2 separate regions of the Mus musculus genome follow, and region 1 is linked to region 2. The links are chromatin contacts, called in public ChIA-PET maps. All regions are on one chromosome and are shown on one strand. The core of a region is the stretch at or near the end of the contact, and the rest is flanking DNA. Distances in the headings are between cores, read along the strand shown.

What was found. ChIA-PET counts read pairs in DNA pulled down with a chosen protein or histone mark.
Region 1: an SMC1A ChIA-PET map of the G1E-ER4 cell line shows a contact between it and region 2, with 8 read pairs. The contact joins two enhancer-like sites. A contact is called at or near these places in 1 of 15 datasets of contacts at CTCF or cohesin (the G1E-ER4 cell line) and 1 of 9 other capture datasets (embryonic stem cells).

Annotation. Positions count from the first base shown.
Region 1 is chr16:34,054,555-34,059,862 of GRCm38.p6, reverse strand. Kalrn (kalirin, RhoGEF kinase) reads left to right here. Exons shown (of 60, transcript NM_177357.3): 35 at 4,748-5,031. Among named protein-coding and RNA genes, the nearest start is that of Gm41448, 63 kb to the left of the region's middle. Within about 2 kb of position 1,437, at least 17 of the 459 cell types and tissues checked have an H3K27ac peak or open chromatin away from gene starts, as enhancers often do. A contact at or near this core is called in the G1E-ER4 cell line, where this site is marked.
Region 2 is chr16:33,728,941-33,734,025 of GRCm38.p6, reverse strand. Heg1 (heart development protein with EGF-like domains 1) reads right to left here. Exons shown (of 15, transcript NM_175256.5): 5 at 3,433-3,549; 6 at 2,308-2,427. Among named protein-coding and RNA genes, the nearest start is that of Heg1, 47 kb to the right of the region's middle. Within about 2 kb of position 1,390, at least 56 of the 459 cell types and tissues checked have an H3K27ac peak or open chromatin away from gene starts, as enhancers often do. A contact at or near this core is called in the G1E-ER4 cell line, where this site is marked.

The DNA.
Region 1 (5,308 bases), core at 188-2,687, 330 kb before region 2:
TTCAACACGGAAACTTTATCATTTATACAACAGATGGGTAAGTTTATATTAAGATGTTGAAGAGACTAGCAACCGGATAGTCCCTTATACCATAATCACAGAGGATCGGTAATCCACGGGCTGAACCGATAGAGAGAAATAAGGCTAAGGTGTGTGCTATAAAGCCTGGCCTGGATTTGGGGTTTGACTCTGCCACTGACCTTGGTTTGCTGAAACCCTCTCATTTCTCTATTTCCTAACACGGGAACCGTAATTCGTGTAACCTGCCTCAACTACGACGACTGGGGTGAGAGACAGGGTTATTGTAGTTGACGTGAACTAGTCACGGAACTGTCCTATTACCGGGAACACATTTCACTAATGTAGCCATTTTACAGAGATGGTGTGGGCATAGTAATCCCGAAGAGGCAGCTGTTTCTTGTCCAAGTAATTCCACATTTTTTTTTACAGCTAGGCATTTTAAGTGATTTAGGCCAGGCAGGTAGTACAGGCAGGCCTTTAATGCCAGGGCTCAAGAGGCAGAGGCTGGTAAATCTTGATGAGTTTGAGGCCAGCCTGGCCTACAGAACAAGTTCTGAGCCAGGCAAGGCTACGTGGTAAGACCCTGTGTCCCCCTACCTCTTTTCCTGTCTTATGCTAGGACACCGGCTACATGATGAATCTTATACTGCTTCTGACTTGGTGGTGCTTAGCCACCGTTCAATGACTCCAGCTGTTTGCCTAAAGCAAACTTGAAACAGCATTGAGAATATTCTGGAGATCTCATTTTCCACTCGTGTATTTTTGCCATCACTTTATACAGAAAGCATAAGAAGCAGATATCAGTAGTAGCCAGGAAAGAGGAATGGCCATTCCTAACATGCATCTGGGAATGTCCAAGCCAGGCCATGGTTTACCCTGGAACATCAACTTGCTTTGCTTGGTAACCGAGGCACAGTTAATGCGGCTAAGACTGCTGCTTTGCTGACACAGCATCTGCTATAAACCTGGGTTTCGAAAACTTGGAGTCAGTTGCATCCCTGGGGCCTAGTGAATTTGGAGAGCCTGCTGCTTATCTTCAGGGAGGCCCTGTTTCTATCAGCTACTGCAGATGCTTATCACCCATACCAAACCCTTGAGAAATAATGTCAACACAGAAGACCACAGCCAGAGAGGAATTTTCTGAGATAAGATTACACCTTTGTCCTTAAAGACATGCCAGTGAATCCCCAGATGTTCCCTGAGCAGAGCAGCCTTGTAGGTTCTCCTCTTACCAGGGAATTTTAGGAGCTCTGTGTTTGTGCTTCCAAACACAGATACTCTGCTGTTGCTTTCCAAAGTATGCACAAGGCCCTAACAGCCCCCGGGGAAGTGCCCCAGCAGGGCCAAGGCCCAGCGAGCCCCAACAAGGAGCTTAGGGTTATCAGCCCCAGGGAGATCCTGGAGACAGCTCTCTCTTGGCAAATACATTTGTTAATTTTATTTCAGGATTATCTTTTCTGCTCTGAGGGTTTCCAAGGCTAGGGGAGATCTCTTGTCCAAGTCCAGGGCAGAATCACACAGGAAACTGTGATTCAGTCTCCGAGTAGGTACGAAAAGCCACCAGAACACCTTCTAGGTACCCAGCCGTTTACTTGGTTTAAATATCAGTTTGCAAACCAGGGCTGGGGTGGAGATCAGCTACCTCAGGACTGTGGTAGTAATGAGCATTCATGACACCCTCACCTTTAATTTGTCTTCTGAACACTAACAGTATCATTCTCTCTAGCCCGGGCACAGCTATCTGGATCTTAAGTCCAATCCCTTTTCCCCAAGATAGTTATATAGAGCTGCCAGATTAATTTGAAAAACAACAAAAAATAAAACAAAACAAGCAAACAAAAAACCTACCCCTTTTCTGTTGTGTCATTTCCCACCAGAATCTCAAAGTTCACAGTCCAGCCTATTGTCCAATATTTTCCCAAATGTTCCCTTCCTCCAGGTTTCTACCCCACTGATCTTACTCCCTGGAAAGGACCCACTTTGAACTGGATAACTTCCCTTCCAGTCCCCTGACTCTGCGATTGGTCTTGTTATCCTTCTCTTTGGGAGCAGACCTCCCCCAAACATCTCTGTCCTTAAACTTTTCCAGGCTAGTCTCTCCTACACAGTTATGACCCTTCTCTGAACTGGGCTCACTTATCAGGAGAGTCTGTTCTTACCAGCCTGCTGGCAATTAATCACACATGGCTTTGTGAGAAAATCTTTATCTCCTTTGCTCTGCTTGCTGTTCTGTTCTGTTCTTTTCTCTCCCTCCCGGCTTCTCTCTGCTGTCGTGCATGTGGAAGCGTGCGTAGCTAGACAAGAGATCAATGAAAATGGAGCCTGGATCTTATATTTTTAGAATTCACTCTCCACTACACTCTCTGTGATGTTGTTACTGGTTAGTGACTCTTGCTTGGCACTTGACTTGGGTGCCAGGATGCTGGTGTTGCTGTGCAACTTTCAGAAGTCTGAGGACCCTAGTTCTCTCAGCATGGGTGGAACCAAAAAACATCATCACTGAGCAGCTGGGGCTAGAACACCTGAAACGGACTTTAAAATCTTGTGTTTGGCTTAGTCAGGTTTTCTAGAGGCTCAACTCTGTAGATGTACTGCCGGTCTCCTCAAAGAGTAGCAAGTCTTCAAGTGTCAAATAAGGATTGTCGGCCATGTTTCTCCTGTGCTGTGCCCTCTCTAGCTCTCCCACTTCAATAGTGTGGTTCCTTGGGTTTGCTTTGCCTGTAGTCAGTGGGAACTCAAGCACTGGGCATGACCAGGTATGAAGGGCACTGAGTATGAACAGGTGTGAAGGGCACTGGGCATGAACAGGTGTGAAGGGCCAGTAGATGGTTAATTGCTCAAGTCTGGCTGAATGACCAACAGATCTCACCCTGTCCCTGGGAGCTGTGTGTCCTTGGGCAAACTGATTGATGTCTCTAAATGGGCAGTTTCCTCTTCTGTAAAATGAAGATAATAAGACAACCCTCCACCCCTTGAGCCCAGTTGTGTTGTCAGAGAATGAAACAAGATGGTCCTGTAAAATACTTAGGCTATTGTAAGCTCATTAAAGCATTGAGATAGTCCACAAATGCAACTTACAGACAATATGCTGATTTCTCCTATTTGAAAGAACAAAGCAAACTCTCTTGATCTCCAATCATTGTCCCTTTAAAACAAAACCGAAGTCCTCCCTTCCTCTCTCCGCCCTGTGTAACGAGCATGCCCCCTCCAGCACACCACAGCTGCTTTTCTGCAAAGTCACCGGCGACCGACGGCTGTGTAACTAAGTTTAAGGTTTCTTTGGTGAGAACTCTTGACCTGTCAAGGAGCATCCGACACAGCTGATCATGTCTTTCCTCCGTGCAGCCTCCTGGCCAGCTCCTGCTCTCATCTCTCCCTGCCTTTCTGACATTTTCTTCGCTTTCTCATCCTCCTGCCTCTTGCTGAGTCTCCAGACTTCTCTGTTCCCCACATCCATGCCTCTTGGTGTTTTCATTCACGGCATCCAGCGCCCTCTCTTCCCTGTAGCCCTCAGTCACCGGCAGCTTACCAGCACTCCCCCCCCACGCCCCCACCCCCAGCTCCAGCTCCAGGCTTGAAGTCTAGTGGCTCCTCAGCCTGTCTGCTAGTATCTATCTATGAGCATCTCGAAGATGCCTGCAACTGGCCTCCCTTCCATCTACCCTCAGAGTCACACTTCCATACTCTGCCTGCCTCGGGAACTTTATCCTTTGTCCTGCTGTCAAAACATATCCAGAGTCTGATCCCTTCTGGTGGCCACCAGAATCACTCAGTTGAAAGGAATATGGTGGTCTCCTAGGCAGTCTGTTGCCACTGACCTCAATTGCAAGTAAGAATGGCATTTTAGTATTATGATAGATGATATCCATCTTCTGGGAATTTTCCATGTAGGTAAAAACAAAGGTATCATACTATTGGCTACCCAGTCCGGGTGGTCCAGTCCCTTTTGCTTTCACTGACCCCCACTCTGTTCCCCTTGCTCACTGCTCTGATGCCACCCAGCATACCCCACACACTACCTTGGGACAGCTATACTTTTTCATCTTCTACTTGCCTGCCTTGGCCTTTGTTAAATGGCTGCATGGCTTGTCTCTCGCCGCTGTTAGGAACATGCTCAGACATCGATTGAGTCATGATCTAACCTCAATTACTCAATTACTGTTAATTTGTACCCTCTACTGCCCACTGCATTTCTCATCATCGCTGACACTGTCACCACCACTGTCACCATCACCATCATCATTAGTTTCTTTTCAAGACAGGGTTTCTCTCTATAGCCCTGGCTATCCCAACACTCGCTCTGTAGACCAGGCTGGCCTCCAATTCTTAGAGATCCGCCTGCCTCTGCCTCCTGAGTGCTGGGATTAAAGGCATGTGCCACCACTGCCCAGTCCAACCTTATTTTTTAATATAGTTGTTCTCATTATCTATGATACCTTACCTTACCTATTTCGTTGTTATGGTATATTATTATATTTTCCATCAGAATATAACCTCCATGGAAGCAGGAGCCTTTGTCTCCTGTGAGTTTCTATAAAACCTGGAATGGTATCTCACATGTGAACATTCGAATCAGTGTCAACTGTTACTGCTTTCTCTTGCCTGGGTCCACAGCTGGCCTTGACGTCTCTTTTGCTCCCTGAGGGTGAAACTGTCTTACTCAGCAGTTCAAAAGCCTGCTTTAACAGGTTCTGACGTGATGTCTCTGTCTGTCCTTCCTCCTCAGATTCATACTCTCATTCCTCCAGTGAGAATGGAGGCAAATCCGAGTCCGTGGCCCACCTGCAGTCTCAGCCCTCCCTGAACTCCATCCACAGTTCCCCTGGTCCCAAGCGCTCCACCAACACCCTCAAAAAGTGGCTGACCAGCCCCGTGCGCCGCCTCAACAGCGGAAAAGCCGACGGGAACATCAAAAAGCAGAAGAAAGTCCGGGATGGGCGGAAGAGCTTCGATCTGGGATCGCCCAAGCCTGGGGATGAGACGACACCTCAGGGAGACAGCGCTGACGAGGTACTCACCAGGGCCACAAGAGACCCCAACTTGTTTCCCTCCCAGCCATGTAATAAACAGCTCTACCCTCTCTAGTACTATGTCATCTTGAACTTCCCATTCCTGAGTCTTGACTACCTTGATTTATGACCCATTCACAGACCGATAAGTGCTATGACCATCAAGTAGATTTGCCAGATTCAGAGATCAGAATCTCTGGCCAGTCAATCCCCTGCCTCTACTGAGGATGACATTAAAACTGGCCAGACACAGAGTAAGAATGCAAGGCCGGAGACTG
Region 2 (5,085 bases), core at 141-2,640:
GTCCATCTGGCCCTGGTTCTGTGTCGGATTTCTCCACAGTGGCCTACATGGGTCTGGGCTTCACCTCACAGTCCTGTGCCTGCCTCTAAGCTCCTTTCACATGGACAGTCCCAGCCTTAACCCCGCAGCAGCTTGATGCGTTCCTCAGTAACTGTCCATTGTGGTTCCTGGTCTAACCGCTAAAGGGACTGGTTCTCTTCTCGTCGGTATTAGCTCTCTGACACTCCTAAGGCCTCTTTAAACTCCTTGAACTTTTCTGTGGCCTCTTTAACCCCTTTGTAGCTATTCTGTGACACACACACACATACCCCTTTACCCTGATGTGTAACTTGTGATCTGAGTTAATATTAGTAATTAAATTTGGAATAAGCCAATGCTTGCCACTGGCCAACTGTCAAGGGAGATGAGAATAATTTGGCAAATCAGAGCAAATGAAATTGAAGTAGCTTGTGAGCTTATTGTGACTCAATAAATTCTGACATTGTGGAAAGACACAGATGTGTCCCTGTTTTTAATATAGTTAGTGTATTCAAGACAACTTCCACGTCTGCAGTTACCCCGCCCAGCTTTAAAACGGGTATTGTAAAAAAAAAAAAAATCACACTGATTTACTTTGTGCCTGCCTGCGTGCATTTGCGTGTGTGTTCACGGTCCAAAGCACTCATGTGAAATTCAGAGAACAGCTTGTGGGAACTGGTTTCCTCTTTCTACCTCGTGGGTCCTGGGAATTGAACTCAGCTGGTCAGACTCTGCAGCGGGCACCTTTATCTGCTGACCCACCTTACTTATAAGATATGATTTTTTTTTTTTTAATCTCAGATTTAACTGCCGATTTCACTATTGACCTGTGACAACTGCTTGTTTTCCTAGCATCCAGTCTGGCGAACGCTGCCTTCCATCTGGACAGCTCTTCACACTCGGCGGCACTTGCTCAAGCAGATTATTTTATTCGACATTCCCCAAACCTTGAGTGAGCAGTGAGCAATGTGCAATCTGACTTAACAGATGGGGACACTGAGGCTCTGGCTAGTCAGTGCAGGTGGTGGCTGGGAGCCTAAAGCCAGGCATTTGAAACCATGGGTTTCAAAACACCAACAACAATAACCAATATTCCATCTCCTTCATTCTTCAACTGCACACGTTCAGCTAGTTCCCTGTAGGAGGTGGTTACACAGACCAGGTTACCCAGACTAATTAGAATTAAGAGGGATTCTTAATTTTGACTCATGTCTACATATGTAGACTTCCCCTTTTTAGAAAATAATGCTCTTTTTTTTTGTATTTCAGACAAATTTCATTATTCTTATTTTAGTAGAGTGTCAGCCTTAAGAAGCTCCTTCTGTCTGTGGGTGTCAGAGGTTCATGCAGATAACACTTGCAGCCAACACAGAGGTTCTCCCCCAAACACTGGCTGAGCACTTCTGCAGGAGGCCTCACACTGGGCAACTGTAGCTGTTCCAAAGGCCGATTATCTTATCTGATAGTTTCAGCTTCAAAACTGAATTTCTCATTCTAACTTCTCAAGCAAGCATGGTGTTAAACTCAGCAACCCAACAAGGGTCACGCCCTGTGTGCAAGAACGCTTTTCTAATAATAACCACACTGTGGTACAACAGAAAACTGTGGGCTGGAAACCAGGCCTCTCACCAGCTGTGGCCCATGCTTGGCCTCTGAGCATCTCAGAGCCTCTGTCTTCGCTGCATTTGCTGATCTACTTTTTAACCTGTCGGATGAAAAGCGAATGGAAAACCAAGCAGCTTGGTGGACCTGTCAAATGAGGAACAAACATGACCAATATAGTGGCCTGATTTTAGAGGTGGCTGCGTCACAATGCACCTGTCTGTGGCTAACAACTCAAGGAGAATGTGTGGACAATCAGAATTTTACTCTTTTTTTTTTACTCTAAAATATAAATATAAATAAACAGATAAACACTCTGAAATTGTAAGTAAATAAATAATGTTTAAAACCCCTATGTAGTTGGAATATCCATTTGATTTTTTTTTAACTGAAGGGTAAAATGGTTGAACAAATACTGTTGTGCACAAATGAGCACATTACACAGGCATTAAGATATTTGTCCTTTTTTTGTGACACAGGGATATACTTACAGATATCTCTTGAATTTAATATATAAAAATATAATGTACATCATCAAAGGTGAAGAAAAGTACCGCATCTGCAGGCGTTGGAGTAACAGGCAATGAGCTTCATTTCTATATCCCTGGGTTTTTTTAAGCTTGGAAAAAAAATGTTGGCTTTGATTAGGAAGGAAGCAGTCAGTTGCAAGGCAGACTTAACTCTTACCCAGATTGCATATTCCTTTCTCCAACTGATACCCGACTGGGCATCTGCAGGTGAACGATCCCTGAGTATTGTTGCACGTGGCTAGGGGAGGACAGGGGCTGGAGAGACATTCGTTCACATCTGCAGGAGGGGACAAACAAGAGCATGCTGACGGGGTGGCAGGCAATGGATCATCATTCGGTGCCTACTAAAACCAACTGGCACCGTGCGTCGTGTGTCGTGTGCTTCCAAAGAAGAGCGGGAAGCCACCCTTGTTCTCACGGGGATGGCTGCCTGCCAGGGCAGTGGCAACCATATGAAGAATTAACTATATCACAGGGTGGGATTGGCATGTACAGAGATAAACACAGATCTGGTTGGTTGTTATTGTTAGTGTTGCTTTGAGACAGGGTCTCATCCTTTTATTCCTGGCTGGCCTGGAACTTACTATGTAGATCAGAGTGGCTTTGAACTCATAGAGATCCTACTATCTCTGACTTTTGGGTGCTGGGATTAAGGACATGCCCAGTAGAAACAGTAGATTTTGATGCAGGGAAGAATTAAAGACGTTGAAATTATATTTAAATCATAAATAAGACTAAAGAGATGTCGACCAGTAGATCTTTGGGAAGAGGGTCTGATTCTGAGCTGAGGGACTAGCAGGGTAAATGCCCAGGGCAGGAGAGTGTAGGTATCTTTAGGGAGCTCTAGATGACCCAGTGTTGCAGGGGTGTAGAGAATCTATAGAGCAGAACCAGGCCAAAAGCTTGTGTGTATCATGCTGTGGTCCTTCATATTATCATATAGACAACACACAAGCATCCTAACACTTAAGCAAGAAGATGATTAAACTAAAAATCTTACCTTTGTACACTCTAGAACAAACAGAAAAACTCTTTTAAAATGATTGTTTTTAAGTATGTGTATATATATGCACACATGCGTGCAGGTGCCTGCAGAGGCCAGAGGTGTCCAATTGTGTTGGAGCTACAATTATAAGCAGTAATGAAGTGCCCCAATGTGGGTTATAGTACTCAAACTTAGGTCCTCTGCAAGCACAGTATATGCTGTCAACCCTGGAAATAGGGTCTTACTGAATAGCCCAATAGCCCAAGTAACATTCCAGTAAATGATCCTGCCTCTTACCCACACTGCAGTTCTCCCCCTGCCAGGCAGGCGGGCACACACATCGATACCCACGGCCAGTGAGGTCCACAATGCATTTGCCATCATGAAGACAAGGGTTCACGGTACAGCTGTTGACTAAACACATGGAAGGAATAACACAGGCGATGTCAAAGCAGCTCTGGAAAACATCTCATTCCCAAGGTTAACGCTTGGGTCTAGCTTATGTTTGCTTACTTGCCCTGAAAAAACTCGCACCCACTAAGATAGAGCAGGGTCCCCAGAGGTGCGAAGACAGAGGTGATGGTACCGGGCACAGATGTAGTTTGTGTTCATAGCCAAGTGCTAGATAACTGCATACCTGAATGTAAGCATGAATACTAAATGCTTCTTGCGGGCTGCTTGGTTCAGGACCAGTAATTATATTGCCTTAGTGATACTTAGAAAATTCTCCTGGACTCAAGTAAATGCCAACCTAAAACATGTTCTAAGGTGGAAAGAATCCCCAATCAATTTATCCTGTCTGCTCCAAGATTCACTCTGTGCAGGAATGCACACATATGCACGGCTCCTTTTCTTCTCTTGGACTTTGTCAAAACTCTAGAAACCTCTCTCTGAAAATTCTCGAAACATGTACATTTATTCGTAGTTGTTACACTTTTTGTTGTTTTGATTTATCTTGAGATGGTCCCATGTAGCCCAGGCTGGCCTCAAATTAACTACATAGCTCAGGATGGCCTTGAACCCCTGATCCACTTAACTCTACTTCCCAAGTGCTGGGATCCTGCATGTGTACCACCCTGCTCAGCGTCTGAGTGTCCTGAAATTTAATCAGGCCTCCACAGATTGCCCACCGCCTAGAAAACTATCTTTTAAACACGGGGATGCCCTTCTCAAGTAGTTCACTGCGGTCTTGGTCTCCTAGGCAACCTGGATGGCAGTGAACTTCTGAGTCTTCCGTCTCCACCTCCCAAGTGCTAGGATTACAGGTGTCCCATGCCCCGCTCTTTCCATCTGAATCCATGAGGGCCTTTTTACTGTCACCCTGGAGTCTCCCATTCATTCTCTGCCCCAATGACGCCCACATTCTGTTTTACTCTAAATAGTTAGAAGGGTCACACTCCAGTTATGACATACTTGTTCATAAAGGGTTTTGAGAAGCTGAAAACCACACTATCAACTTGCAGGGAGGAAATACCTGGGGGAGAAGGGAAAGGCAACAGAAGTCACGTCGTTCAAAATAACCCGAAACAAGAGGGCTGCTCTAGACATGACAATCTTATTCTTCACAGCTATTGTTGAGATTTGTCATTTTGAAATTATGTGTACGTGGGGGGCATGGGTAGACAAGTGGGGGGTGTGGGTAGAGATGTGGGCACACTGTTTATGGAGGCCAGGAGTAGGCACTGCATCCCTGGAGCTGGAATTACAACTGGTTGTGACTTTCTCCACATGGGTGCTGGGAACCAAACTCAGAATCACTTCAAGAACAGCATGTCCACCGGGCGTGGTGGCACAGGCCTTTAATCCCAGCACTCGGGAGGCAGAGGCAGGCGGATTTCTGAGTTTGAGGCCAACCTGGTCTACAGAGTGAGTTCCAGGACAGCCAGGGCTATACAGAGAAACCCTGTCTCGAAAAACCATAAAAAAAAAAAAAAAAAAAAAAAAAAAGAA